Linked DNA regions of Mus musculus: all the other regions are linked to region 1. Evidence: chromatin contacts called from public HiChIP or PLAC-seq data. All regions are on one chromosome and are shown on one strand. Each heading gives the region's core, a stretch centred on a gene start, on an enhancer-like site or on the middle of the called end of the contact. The rest is flanking DNA. Distances are from core to core; before and after follow the strand shown. Region 1 has its middle 13 kb from the start of Trim24. Region 2 overlaps Gm38791 (a long non-coding RNA gene). Region 3 has its middle 57 kb from the start of Gm38791.

Region 1 (4,121 bases), core at 1,430-3,929:
GATCTTTGAGGCACAGAGGCAACATGACCTTAATTTAGATTTTGATGTGAGTAGAAACAGGCTTTTGATTCAGCTCTTGAGACAAAAAGATACATGTCTTTAAGCCAAATCTTGAGGCAGGAAGACAGCCTTTTTTTTTTTTTTTTTAAATCTGGACCATACCTTCTGCTAGTCTATATAAAGACATGGAAGACTAAAGGGTTTGCTTTTTGCCAGCTTGCTCTTGCCTTGCTAGCACACCTATTCCTTTATTGGCATCGAAGCCTATTTCTTTGGGATTCCAGCATATACAGAAGACCAGCTGAGACACCCAGCCTTATGGAACTGAGCAACTAGTAGATTCCTGAACTTTCTGTTCACAATTAGACATTGTTGGATTAGTTGGACTGTAGCCTGTAAGTCATTCCAATAAATTCCCTTTTTATACATATAGAGAGATTCATTGTATAGATTTTGTGACTCCAGAGAGCCCTGACTAATACAGTGGGAATCTCTGCCATCTTGATGTTAGATCCTTATCCCTGCATGTGATCCAAGTAAGAGACTTACACTTCTCCCGTGTTCTGGTATGTCTGAAAAGCCCTTGTGTCTGGTTTTCCTGCTATAATTTTGTTTTATTGTTCTTATTTTGAAAAGCTATTTTTATTTTATGAATATAGGTGTTTTACCTACAGGTATGTCTGTGCACTATGTACATTTATTGCCTACAGAGGCCAAAAGAAGGTATCAAATTCCCTGGAACTTGAATTATAGATAGTTGTGAGTGCTAAGAATTGAACTCAAAGTTTTCTAGAAGAACAGCTAGTGCTTTTAACTATTGAGCTGTCTCACAAAAAACAAACAAACAAACAAACAAACAAACAAGCAGCCAGATGGTTGTGGTACCTGAATTTAATCCCAGAAAGAGGGAGGCAGAGGCAGGCAGATGTCTGTGAGTTCAAGACCAACCTGGCCTTCAAAGTGAGTTCTAGGACAGCCAGGGCTACATAAAGAAACTGTCAGACCCCAACCCTCTGTCAGTGGTACTTACTTCGAGATGCCCTTGAGTGAGACACCAAGATGCAGATCAATGCAAAAGCAAGAGGTTTATTTTCCTGAGTTGGGGGGGGGGGGGTCAACCCTCAATCAGTCCTTCTGGGAGAATGACGAGAAGGCAACCCTGAATGGCTACTACAAACAGTTTTTATACTTTTTAGGGGCACAGGTTACATCAGCAAGGTTATAGTTCAAACTTATTGGCTAGGCATATCAACCTTTAAATCTATTGGCTAGCAAGCACGACACTCATTTGAACTATACCTGGGACTTTCCAGAGGGTATCAGTCAGTACATTCTAATTATTTTTTACTCAAGTTTGTTCCTGTTAATGGAGAATAGAACTTGGCCTAGCCTTGACCGGAGGCAGGAGGGGGAAGCTGTAAGGAGGGTTTGGGACTGGAAAAGCCCTTAGGGTCCCTCAAAACCCTGTCTCAAAACAAACAACTAAACAACTAAACCAAAAACGAACAAACAACAGAAAGAAAGAAAGAAAGAAAGAAAGAAAGAAAGAAAGAAAGAAAGAAAGAAAGAAAGAAAGAAAAGAAGGGAGGGAGGGAGGAAAGAAGGAAGGAAGGAAGGGAAAAAACGCATCCAGGAACTAGAAGAACGAGGAGGTAAAGAGATTGATAGCACTCCCTAGAACGACAGGGTCTCACTATGTAGCTCTGGCTGTTGTGTCATCCAGGCAGGCCTTGAACTCATGGAGATCTGCCTATCTCTGTCTCCCAAGCTCTAGGATTAAAGGCATGAGCCACTATAGCCAGCAGGATTGGATGTTTTGTAGTCCAGTCCTATCTAACCATCGTAGACCTTAAGAATATATTTACAACACAATATTATTCACAATAAAGTTTCTTCTTCACCACAGCTAGGAGCAGCCATGACATTTCCTTTCCTTTTTATTTCTTTTTTCTTTATTCACCCACCATCCTTTTCCATGCTAGAGCAGGTAGCTAAACCTCCAGAACACACTGCTTCATTCATTTATGATGCATTACAAAGATGAAATCTCAGGGAGGTCAGGCGATCATGGGAGGTGTGGTTGCACAGGGGGCACTGTTCCCCCAATACTTGTTTTGTTTTGTTGCCACCCCGGAAGCTCTCCAAACCTTATCAGTTATAGGTTTTTATGGAGGCTTCATTACACAGGTGATTAAATCTTTGTCCAGGCTGAATCCATTTCTGGCCCCTGTCCCTTAACAGAGGTGGTGGGGCGGGGAAAGTACCAATTCCCCTACTAGGTGTTTACCTTGAAAGAGCCCTAGGTGACTCTCACCTATGCATGGAGGAAGAAGCTCAATATGAATAACAGAAGGCTCTCAGTACTCATCTATCACTCAGGAAATTCCAAGGATTCTGATGCAGCGTCTCTGAAAGCCACCAAAGCCAAAGGTATATTAGAATAAAATATTCTCCCTTTATCTCTGTCATTCAGGACCTTACAAGGGTGTCAGGAACTGGGACAAACACAAGTCCTGGTTAATTATTTTATGTCAATTTGTTAGAACTAGAGTCTTCGGGGAAGGGAGAACCTCAATTGAGAAAATACCTTCATCTTGTAGGCAAGTGTATGGGCATTTCATTGTTTAATGATTGATGTGAGAGGGAATGGTCCTTGGCAGATGGGCCTGGGTTGTGTAAGAAAGGAAGCTGAGCAGGCCGGTAAGCAGCCTTCCTCCATGGCCTCTGGCCTCTGCTTCATTCACTGCCTCCACTCTCCTGCCTTGAGTTCCTACCCTGACTTCTTTTTCTTCCCCAAGTTACTTGGATCATGGCCTTTTATTACAGCAATATAAAAATAACTAAGACAACATTGTGATGAGAAAAACCAGGAGCAAACACAGGAATGTTTCAATGTGAAATTTTTTTTATGGCTAGACTAAACTTGCAATCTCACTGGAAGTAGGAGTGAGAAGTAGCCCTGACTAAAAAGCAAGGGAACCTTTTATAGTCAGGCTCTGTCTGACCTTTGATTGCAAAAGCAGCATTTTTTTATTTTTATTTTTTTTGATTTTCGAGGCAGGGTTTCTCTGTATAGCCCTGGCTGTCCTGGAACTCACTCTGTAGACCAGGCTGGCCTTGAACTCAGAAATCTGCCTGCCTCTGCCTCCCAAGTGCTGGGATTAAAGGCATGTGCCACCACCGCCCGGCGCAAAAGCAGAATTTTTGCAGTTAGTAAATTAGTTAGCTATTTTTATGATTATGGGAAAAGATATATGTTATGGTGTTATGGTCAGCCAGTTCTTGTAACATATAATAAAACAACAGAAACAACTTAGGACATGTAAATCACAAGATTATAAAGGAAGAACAAGTAAAAAGCACACCAAACGAACAAAACCAACAAAAACAAACAAAAAACCAGGCTTGGCCTTTAATCCCAGCACTCGGGAGGCGGATTTCTGAGTTCGAGGCCAGCATGGTCTACAAAGTGAGTTCCAGGACAGCCAGGGCTACACAGAGAAACCCTGACTCGGAAACCAAAAAAAAAAAAAAAAAAAAAAAAAAAAACCACAAGCTTGGACATGATTACAGAAGAAACACCACAGGGAACTACATAGAAATAAAGCAAATTTTTTTTTTTTTTTTTTTTTTTTTCAAGACAGGGTTTCTCTGTATAGCCCTGGCTGTCCTGGAGCTCACTTTGTAGACCAGGCTGGCCTCGAACTCAGAAATCCGCCTGCCTCTGCCTCCGGAGTGCTGGGATTAAAGGCATGTGCCACCACGCCGGGCTTAAAGCAAATTCTAACACTATGTTTCACTAAAAAAGGAGGAAAAATGGAGTTAGTTGGCCCTTAACAGACAAAACAAATTATGTGTTTCTTACTATATGTATGTCAAGCTCAATTCCATTAGATCCATGCCTTCAAAAGAGGAAGACAGATAGAGCTTTCCTCCTCTCAGCAAACTTGACAACATCAAGGAAAGGCTACATGTGGCCTGTGGGAGGTCTACACACCAGAAAGAGAACCTTTCAGAGGTATAATTGGACAGAGCCTTCAAATTGGACTTGTTAGTGTTAGCATTTTGTCTAAGTTCAACCCCAAGTTACCTGGCAATAGCCAGGTATGCTCTGCCCCACA
Region 2 (4,090 bases), core at 1,425-3,924, 130 kb after region 1:
AAGAAAGAAAGGAGAAAGAAAGAAAGAAAGAAAGAAAGAAAAAGAAGAAAGAAAGAAAGAAAAAGAAAAAAAGAAAGAAAGAAAGAAACAAATCAACAACATCCAGGTTTGGGCAAAGACTAAATTTAAATATGTATTTAATAAAATATAAAAAACATGGCTCACTTTCTATGGAATATTTCCCAGGACCAGCAGCCATCTCTTGCATTTTATTTATTTATTTATTTATTTATTTATTTTTTGAGACAGGGTTTCTCTATAGCCCTGGCTGTCCTGGAACTCACTTTGTAGACCAGGCTGGCCTCGAACTCAGAAATCTGCCTGCCTCTACCTCCCGAGTGCTGGGATTAAAGGCGTGTACCACCACGCCCGGTCTCTCTTGAATTTTCTAGGTGGGAGATGCGTACCCTAAAATTGCACTGTGCTCTGGCAATGGGTAACTAAAAGTTCAGTCTCAGAAGACTGCCTCCCACCCCCCAGTGCCCAAACCCCGGAGCTTCTAGAGACCAGCTGGTTGTAAATTGAGGCTGTTTACACAACTCCTTTCATAGGTTCAATAATTTATTACAAAGGTCTGCAGAACCCAAGGAAAAAGTGACATTTGCTGGCTTCTTACAAAGGACTACAAGAACTCATGCCTATTAAACCAACAATACTGTTATTCCTAGCATCATAGTCTAGAATATATCTCGTTTCAGAGGAAACCAATATGGTCAAAATATCCTGCTTTAATACCATGTTTTCCCCACGACAGCAGTATAAATCCAACAGGGACATGACTCCATATGTAGGCTTTATTGGCTGCTAACATGTCTCCATTTAAGGCGGCTTTACAAACTGCGTCCCTGTGAGATGCTCTGAAGGTTTTTGCACCACAGGTTATTGTACCACTCTGAGACTTGGAAAATCTTTCCTTTGTAACACAGGAGAACTGTGAAAGGGATGTGTCTGCTTTGGCCTGTGCTTGCTTTCTCAAGGTGTGTGACAGGCTTTCCCCATAGAGGGGTAGGGGGGGAGCCAATTCAGCCTAATTAAAAGTAGAAAAGGCAAGTTTATTTGGGAAATGGGCTCTTGGGTGAGTTCACCAGTCTCAGGGGGAAATACTGGAAAAAGTCGCAGGCAGACGATATCGTGGAAGTTTTTTATAGACTGCAGGTGAAAGAAAAGGATGCATTTGCCACAGAATGTGTGTGTGTGTGTGTGTGTGTGTGTGTGTGTGTGTGTGTGTGTGTGTGTGTGTGTGTTGGGGAGCCTTGGGTGGCTGGTGACTTCATGAGGTTGGGACAGTTGTCAGGAATGTCAGGAATGCAGGACTGGGCTTTTGGTGCCTTTTCTGTTTGTAGGCTTTCTAGGGGAAGGGGGAAGGGAATTTGCTGGACCATGTAGGTGAGGGACACAGCCAGGATCTCCAATTAGTGTACACCAGCTTTAAGAAACTGGCTTGTGTAAGGTAAGGATCCAGCTGATTTCTTAGAAACTTGATGCACACACACACACACACACACACACGCGCGCTCACACACACACACACACACACACACACACACACACACACCACCTTCCTCTGCTTGATCCTGAGCCTCCATATCCTGCACATGAAGACTTTAGACAAGTGCTACCACACCTGGTTCTATGCTGTGCTTGGGTTTGAACCTAGGGCTATCTGCATGCTAAGCAGATAGTCTACCAGTTCAGCTGTATCCTCAGCCCTTGCCATGTATTTATTTGTTTGAATCAAATATCACTATGTAGCTCAATTGGTTTTAAACTCAAAAGCCCTTCTGCTTCGGTCTCCTAAGTACTAAGACTATGGGCATGTGGTACCATGCCCGGTTCTACTTATCTTTAAATTTTCTTTAAAAACATTTGCTTGTTTGATTTGTTAAGAGTGTGCATGTATGTGTGTGCCACGTGTGGAGATCAGAGGACAGTTTGCAGAAGTTTGTTCTGTCCTTCCATCATATGGATCCCAGAAAAGTCAACTTGTTGGGCTTGCCTACAAGCATCCGTAAAGACTGAGCCGTCGTCTCACCAGCCCTCAGCTTGTCTTTTTTTTTTTTTTTAACTTTAATTAAAAAAAAAAAATTGTGTGTATTGGTGTTTTGCCTGAATATGTATGTCTGCATAAGGGTGTTGGGTACCCAGGAACTGGAGTCATATACAGTTGTGAGCTGCTATGTGGGTGTTGGGAATTGAACCCAGGTCCTTTGGAAGAGTAGACTGTGCTCTTAACTGCTGAGCCATATCTCCAGTCCTGCTACTCTTACCTGCCCCCCTCAGAAATCTGCCAGCCTCTGCCTCCTTGGTGCTGGGATTAAAGATGTGCACCATTCATAGTTCTTCTATCTCTCAAATAATAAGTTCCCTGTAAGTTATAAAATTTGACTTCTAACTCATCTATTTAGAGTAAGACCAACAAAGCCATCCTAGTGGATAAGACTAAGTTGTTGCAGGGCAAATCTCACTTGTCTGCTCACTAGCAGCATGTATGCAGGCAAATGACTTAAAATCTATGAATCCCAGCGTAATCAGCAACAGAATGTCTATCACTTGTGCATTTTGAAGGCTGAATGAAGTATTTTAAATGCAAAGTGCTTTTAGTAGAGCACTCAGTAAATAGAAGCACTCAACAGATTACCCTTGGCCGCAGTGTTTCCTTAGAGATCTTACCCAGTCACTACCTAGTCCCCATACTCAGACAGTGAACAAGTTCTGTGGTGGTTTGAATGAGAATGGGCCTCATGGGCTCCTAAATTTAAATACTTGGTCCCCAGTGTTGTGTTTTATAAAAAGGTAAGAGAAAACAGGGATGTTTAGTGGAAGCCAAGTGTGGTATGGGGGAAAGGGGGTGCCTCTGTGGGCCCATGCCGAAGCATTCCTTCCTCCTGGGGAATCAGCCGCACAATGGTATAGTGTAGAATAGAATTTATTTAGAATATGGGGAGGTGAGTAGAGGGGGTAGTAGAGACAGAGAAAGGGAGAGAGAGAGAGAGAGAGAGAGAGAGAGAGAGAGAGAGAGAGAGAGAGAGAGAGAGAGGCTAGCCATGAGCATGTGGAGAGAGGGGGGAGGGGGGGAGGAATAGGGGGAGAGAGAGAGAGAGAGAGAGTAAGGAGCAAGAGGACAAAGCAAGAAAACAAGAGAGAATAGGGCAAGCAGCCTCTTTTATAGTGAGTCAGGCACACCTGACTGATGCTAGGTAACTGTGGGGCAGAGCCTAGACTAAATGCAGACGCCCAGTAGCTGGAACTGTTTGGAAAGGATTAGGAGGTGTGGCCTTGTTGGAGGAGGTGTGTCAGTGGCCGTGACAATGTTTCCAAAGCTCACACTATTTTCAGTGTCTCTTGATCTGCTTTGCCATAGTGCCTCAAGATATAAGCTCTCAGCTCCACTCCAGTGCCAAGCCTGCCTACTCTCAACCATGCTCTCTACTTTGATGGTTATGGATTCTAACTCTTCTGAAACTGTAAGCCTCATGAAAACTCTTTCTTCTTTTAAGTTGCCTTGGTCATGGAGCCTTATCTCAATAACAGAATAATTTTTAAAAAAGTCCCTAAGACAGGTCATTCCATAGAATTCTTTTCTTTTCCCCCTTTACTCTGATTCTGTCATCAGGTAGCTTTGCTAAATGAACTTGAGCATCGTAAGTGAAATTCAGTGTGTGTTTACTAAAGAAGTGTACAGTAGCAAGCTTTAACAGAGTTGTAACTCCCTTCTGACTAGGGTGTGTTTCACTCATCGTGAGAGTGATGAGTTCCATGGTTCTGGAACTCAGTTCTCATGGTTCCTGCTCATGGGCTCATTCCACTGCACCTTGACACCTCTCAGAATGGAGCATCAAGACAAACCACTTGGGATTTACCACAACCACAGTGTATTTAAAGGATGCCTCTGTCAGAGAGAAGAGGTCGGGGATCAGGAGGAGTAGAAGGAGGGAAAACTACAGTTGGGGTCATTGAATGAGAGAATAATAATGATTACAATACTACTACTAATAATAATAATTACAATAATAAATGCCTCTGCAGCTGGCCTCCTGGATGTCTCTATGCTGCTGGCCTCCTGTGAGCCCAGACTGAGTTTCAGCATCAG
Region 3 (3,555 bases), core at 213-2,712, 200 kb after region 1:
CTTGTGGGAGGGGTTTCCAGTCTTTCTTTGGTTAGCATTGGTTTCTTTCATATGTTAATCTCTCTTTTTTAAAAAAAAAATGTTTTTCTGAGAGGTTTCTCCATGTAACAGCCCTGGCTGTCCTGGAATTCATATTTTAGACCAGACTGGTCTCGAACTCATAGAGATCCATCTGCCTCTGCCTCCTGAGTGCAGGGATTACAGGGTTTAGTAGTGCAGACTACTAAACCCAGTTTCATATGCTAGTGGGTCTTAAAATTGAATGAATAAATGAATGAATGAACAATAATAATAATAATAATTGTGTATATGTATGTGTGCACATACATGTATGCCACAACATGTGTGTGAAGGTCCTTCTGTGGTGGTTTCCCTGGTATTGACCACAGAGCTTGACAGCAAGTACCTTTACGCCACCCCCTCTCTCTTTCTCTGCTCCTCATGTGTTATTCTTGATGCCTCTTTCTTCCTGCACAAATTCTCCACAATACCATATGGATTGCTTATTTTTTCCAAGTGCAGAAGATTTTGAGTTTACTGTCTCCAAAGACAATAATAGCAAAATAACTCATAAGAAAGGAGGGGACTAGTCATTCATAAAAACACATTCAGGGACATTTATCAAACACACTACGATGGAAGGAAAGAGATGAATGGAAATTGAGTTTGGTTCTAAAGCTGAAAAAAACATTGTAATAAACAGAAGAAAAGCCAGTCTTTCATGGATATGGGGTGATAATGAGTTATGAAGGCAGAATATTATTAACTCTTTACACTTCGCATTTCAAACTAGAACATTCTGGAAAAGCGAGCACAGAACTCTATTTCTTTCAGATTCTCCCTGCCAGGCAGTAAACTGGCTTAAGATTCCCAAATTAGACAGATGTTTGCAATGTTTGTTGTGTTCTGTCTTTCTCTCTAGAGTGGATTCCTGTTAGGAAAGTTTTAAATAAAACATTAAAACAGTTGGCCACATAAGACCCTGTCTCAAGATAAAAATCTTAAGTCTGATTGAAGTTTGTGCTTTTCTCTTTGTTCAGTTTTTAGACAGAGTTTCTGTGTAGCCCTTGGTGTCCTTTAAACCCCTTACTTCACTGGTGATGACCTTGAAGTTCTGACCTCGTTGCTGGCACTTCTGAAGTGCTGAGCTAACAGGTGTACACCAGCACGTGGGTTATGGAGTACTGTGGCTGGGACCTGTCCTTTGTGCATGCTCCACACACCATCTCTCACCTGAGTACATCCCCAGCTCAAGAGACAGTTTTCCAACTTCACGATGCTTGTATTTCATAAGCAGTATTGTTTTGGAGAGGGACGATCTGACAGTTGTTTGTAGATTACTTTACCAGCTGGAGAGCTGCTCTCAATGGTTTTGAATTTCCGGGGAATTCTTTGTCATGCAAACCAAGGCAGTCAGACTGATGAAGCTGGGTCCTCCCAAGGGCCCAACAGATGGTCATTACTCATTCTGAATAAATGGCAGGAAGAACGCAGGCTCTGGCTCTCTCTACCATGTAGTAAACTGGTGCAAGATTTGAAACTACACAAACACCTACAGTGGCTGATACTCTGCCTTCTGCAATCACTGGAGTTCTGGCTTGAAAGCTTTGTTTCCAAATCACAGGTCAAGACTGGTCTAAAATATAAACTGGAAGTTGACTGAATTTCTTACGTTATTTACACGTAACAGAATAAAGAAGTGAAATGCTGAAGTCACAGCCTGAGTTGGGAGTTACTCCTGCTTCTGCCTATCTTCTCACTTTATTAGTTGTTTTCTTCCTACACCTTGCTCCACATCTTAGTGGCTAACTACAGAATTAGTTAAAATACATCATTCCTGTCTCTATGCACTGGTCATTTCTCCCCCCCCCCTTTTTATTGGTTATTTTATTTATTTACATCTCAAATGTATCCCCCTTCCCAGTTTTCCCTCCACAAGCCCCCTATACCTTCCTTCCTCCCTCTGCCTCTATGAGGGTGCTCCCCCACCCGCCCAACCACTCCTGCCTCAGCAGCCCAGTGTTTCCCTATTCTGGGCCATCAAGTCTCCACAGGACAAAGGGGCTCCCCTCCAAGTGATGCCAGATAAAGCAGTTCTCTGCTACATATCCAGCTGGAGCCATGGGTACCCCCTGTGTACTCTTTGGTTGGTGGTTTAGTCCTTGGGAGATTTAAGGGGTCTGGTTGGTTGATATTGTTGTTCTTCCTTTGGGGTTGCAAACCCCTTCAGCTCCTACAGTCCTTGCTCTAACTTCCCCATTGGGGTCTCCATGCTCAGGCCAATGTTTGGCTGTGTATATCCGCATCTATATTGGCCCAGCTCTGGCGGAGCCTCTTAGGGGACAGCTATACTGGGTTCCTGTCAGTAAGCACTTCTTGCTATCAGCAATAGTGTCTGGATTTGGTGTCAGCAGATAGGATGGATCCCTAGGTGGGGCAGTCTCTGGATGACCATTCCTTCAGTTTCTGCTCCACTCTTTGTCCCTGCATTTCCTTTTGACAGGAGGAATTCCGGATTAATATTTTTGAGGTGGGTAGTCCAATCCCTCAATTGGGTGCTGTGCCTATCCACTAGATATGGTCTCTTCAAGTTCTATTTCCCCTTTGTTGGGTATTTCTGCTAAAGTCCCCTGTTGGGTCCTGGGAACCTCTTGGGTCCCTGGCATCTGGGACTTTCTAGTGGCTATCCCCAATTCCCCCTCCCACACTGCTACACACCTACTTTCAAATTCCTGGCCCTCTGTACTTTTCTCCTGTCTCCTCCCAAATCTGAATTGCCCCCCCTTTTCCCTCCCCCTCCTCTCTTCCTCTACTTCCCAGAGATTATTCTCTTCCCTCTACTGAGTAGGACTGTAGCATCTACACTTTGGTATGATCTTTTTTCTTCTTGGGTTTCTTATGGTCTTTGGATTGTATTGTGGGTATTCTGAGCTTCTTTTGGGCTAATATCAATTTATCAGTGAGTACATAGTCCCATAACCCCTAAGGAACTAAAAACAGTCATTAAAAGTCTCCCAATCAAAAAATCCCCAGGACCAAATAAATGATTGTAGTGCAGAAATCTATCAGACCTTCAAAGAAGATCTAATACCAAAACTTCTCAAAGTATTTCATAAAATAGAAACAGAAGGAACACTACCTAATACATTCTATGAAGCCACAGTTACACTAATACCTAAGCCACACAAAGACTCAACAAAGAAAGAGAAAGAACTTCAGACCAATTTCCACCGTGTATACTCAATAAAATTCTTGCAAACAGAATCCAAGAACACATTAGAACCATCGTTCACCATGGTCAAGTAGGCTTCATCCCAGGGATACAGGGATGGTTCAATATATGGAAATCCATCAACACAATTCACTGTATAAACAAACTCAAAGGAAAAAAAAACCCACATGATCATCTCATTAGATGCTGAAAAAGCCTTTGACAAAATACAATACCCCATTCATGCTAAAAGTATAAAGAGAATAGGAGAGACTAGGAATTCAAGGTCTATATCTAAATATAATGAAAGCAATATACAGCAAGCCAATAGCCAACATCAAACT

The links. HiChIP or PLAC-seq counts read pairs in DNA pulled down with a chosen protein or histone mark.
Region 2: a contact with region 1 is called in an H3K27ac HiChIP or PLAC-seq map of embryonic stem cells, with 9 read pairs. The contact joins two enhancer-like sites. A contact is called at or near these places in 2 of 39 promoter capture datasets (3T3-L1-derived adipocytes and the C10 cell line), 8 of 484 Hi-C or Micro-C datasets (the C10 cell line, CD4 T cells, CD8 T cells and 5 more), 9 of 115 datasets of contacts at active chromatin or transcription factors (T-cell acute lymphoblastic leukemia, bone marrow-derived macrophages, embryonic stem cells and 3 more) and 3 of 9 other capture datasets (adipose tissue, liver and pancreatic islet).
Region 3: an H3K27ac HiChIP or PLAC-seq map of embryonic stem cells shows a contact between it and region 1, with 7 read pairs. The contact joins two enhancer-like sites. A contact is called at or near these places in 4 of 39 promoter capture datasets (the 3T3-L1 cell line, 3T3-L1-derived adipocytes and hippocampal neurons), 2 of 484 Hi-C or Micro-C datasets (cortical neurons and nephron progenitors) and 6 of 115 datasets of contacts at active chromatin or transcription factors (bone marrow-derived macrophages, embryonic stem cells and stem cell-derived neural progenitor cells).

The regions. Positions count from the first base shown.
Region 1 is chr6:37,855,954-37,860,074 of GRCm38.p6, reverse strand. No RefSeq gene overlaps it. Among named protein-coding and RNA genes, the nearest start is that of Trim24, 13 kb to the left of the region's middle. Within about 2 kb of position 2,679, at least 13 of the 459 cell types and tissues checked have an H3K27ac peak or open chromatin away from gene starts, as enhancers often do. A contact at or near this core is called in embryonic stem cells, where this site is marked.
Region 2 is chr6:37,727,930-37,732,019 of GRCm38.p6, reverse strand. All of the region lies in intron 3 of Gm38791 (a long non-coding RNA gene), which reads right to left. Among named protein-coding and RNA genes, the nearest start is that of Gm38791, 15 kb to the right of the region's middle. Within about 2 kb of position 2,674, at least 31 of the 459 cell types and tissues checked have an H3K27ac peak or open chromatin away from gene starts, as enhancers often do. A contact at or near this core is called in embryonic stem cells, where this site is marked.
Region 3 is chr6:37,656,103-37,659,657 of GRCm38.p6, reverse strand. No RefSeq gene overlaps it. Among named protein-coding and RNA genes, the nearest start is that of Gm38791, 57 kb to the left of the region's middle. Within about 2 kb of position 1,462, at least 27 of the 459 cell types and tissues checked have an H3K27ac peak or open chromatin away from gene starts, as enhancers often do. A contact at or near this core is called in embryonic stem cells, where this site is marked.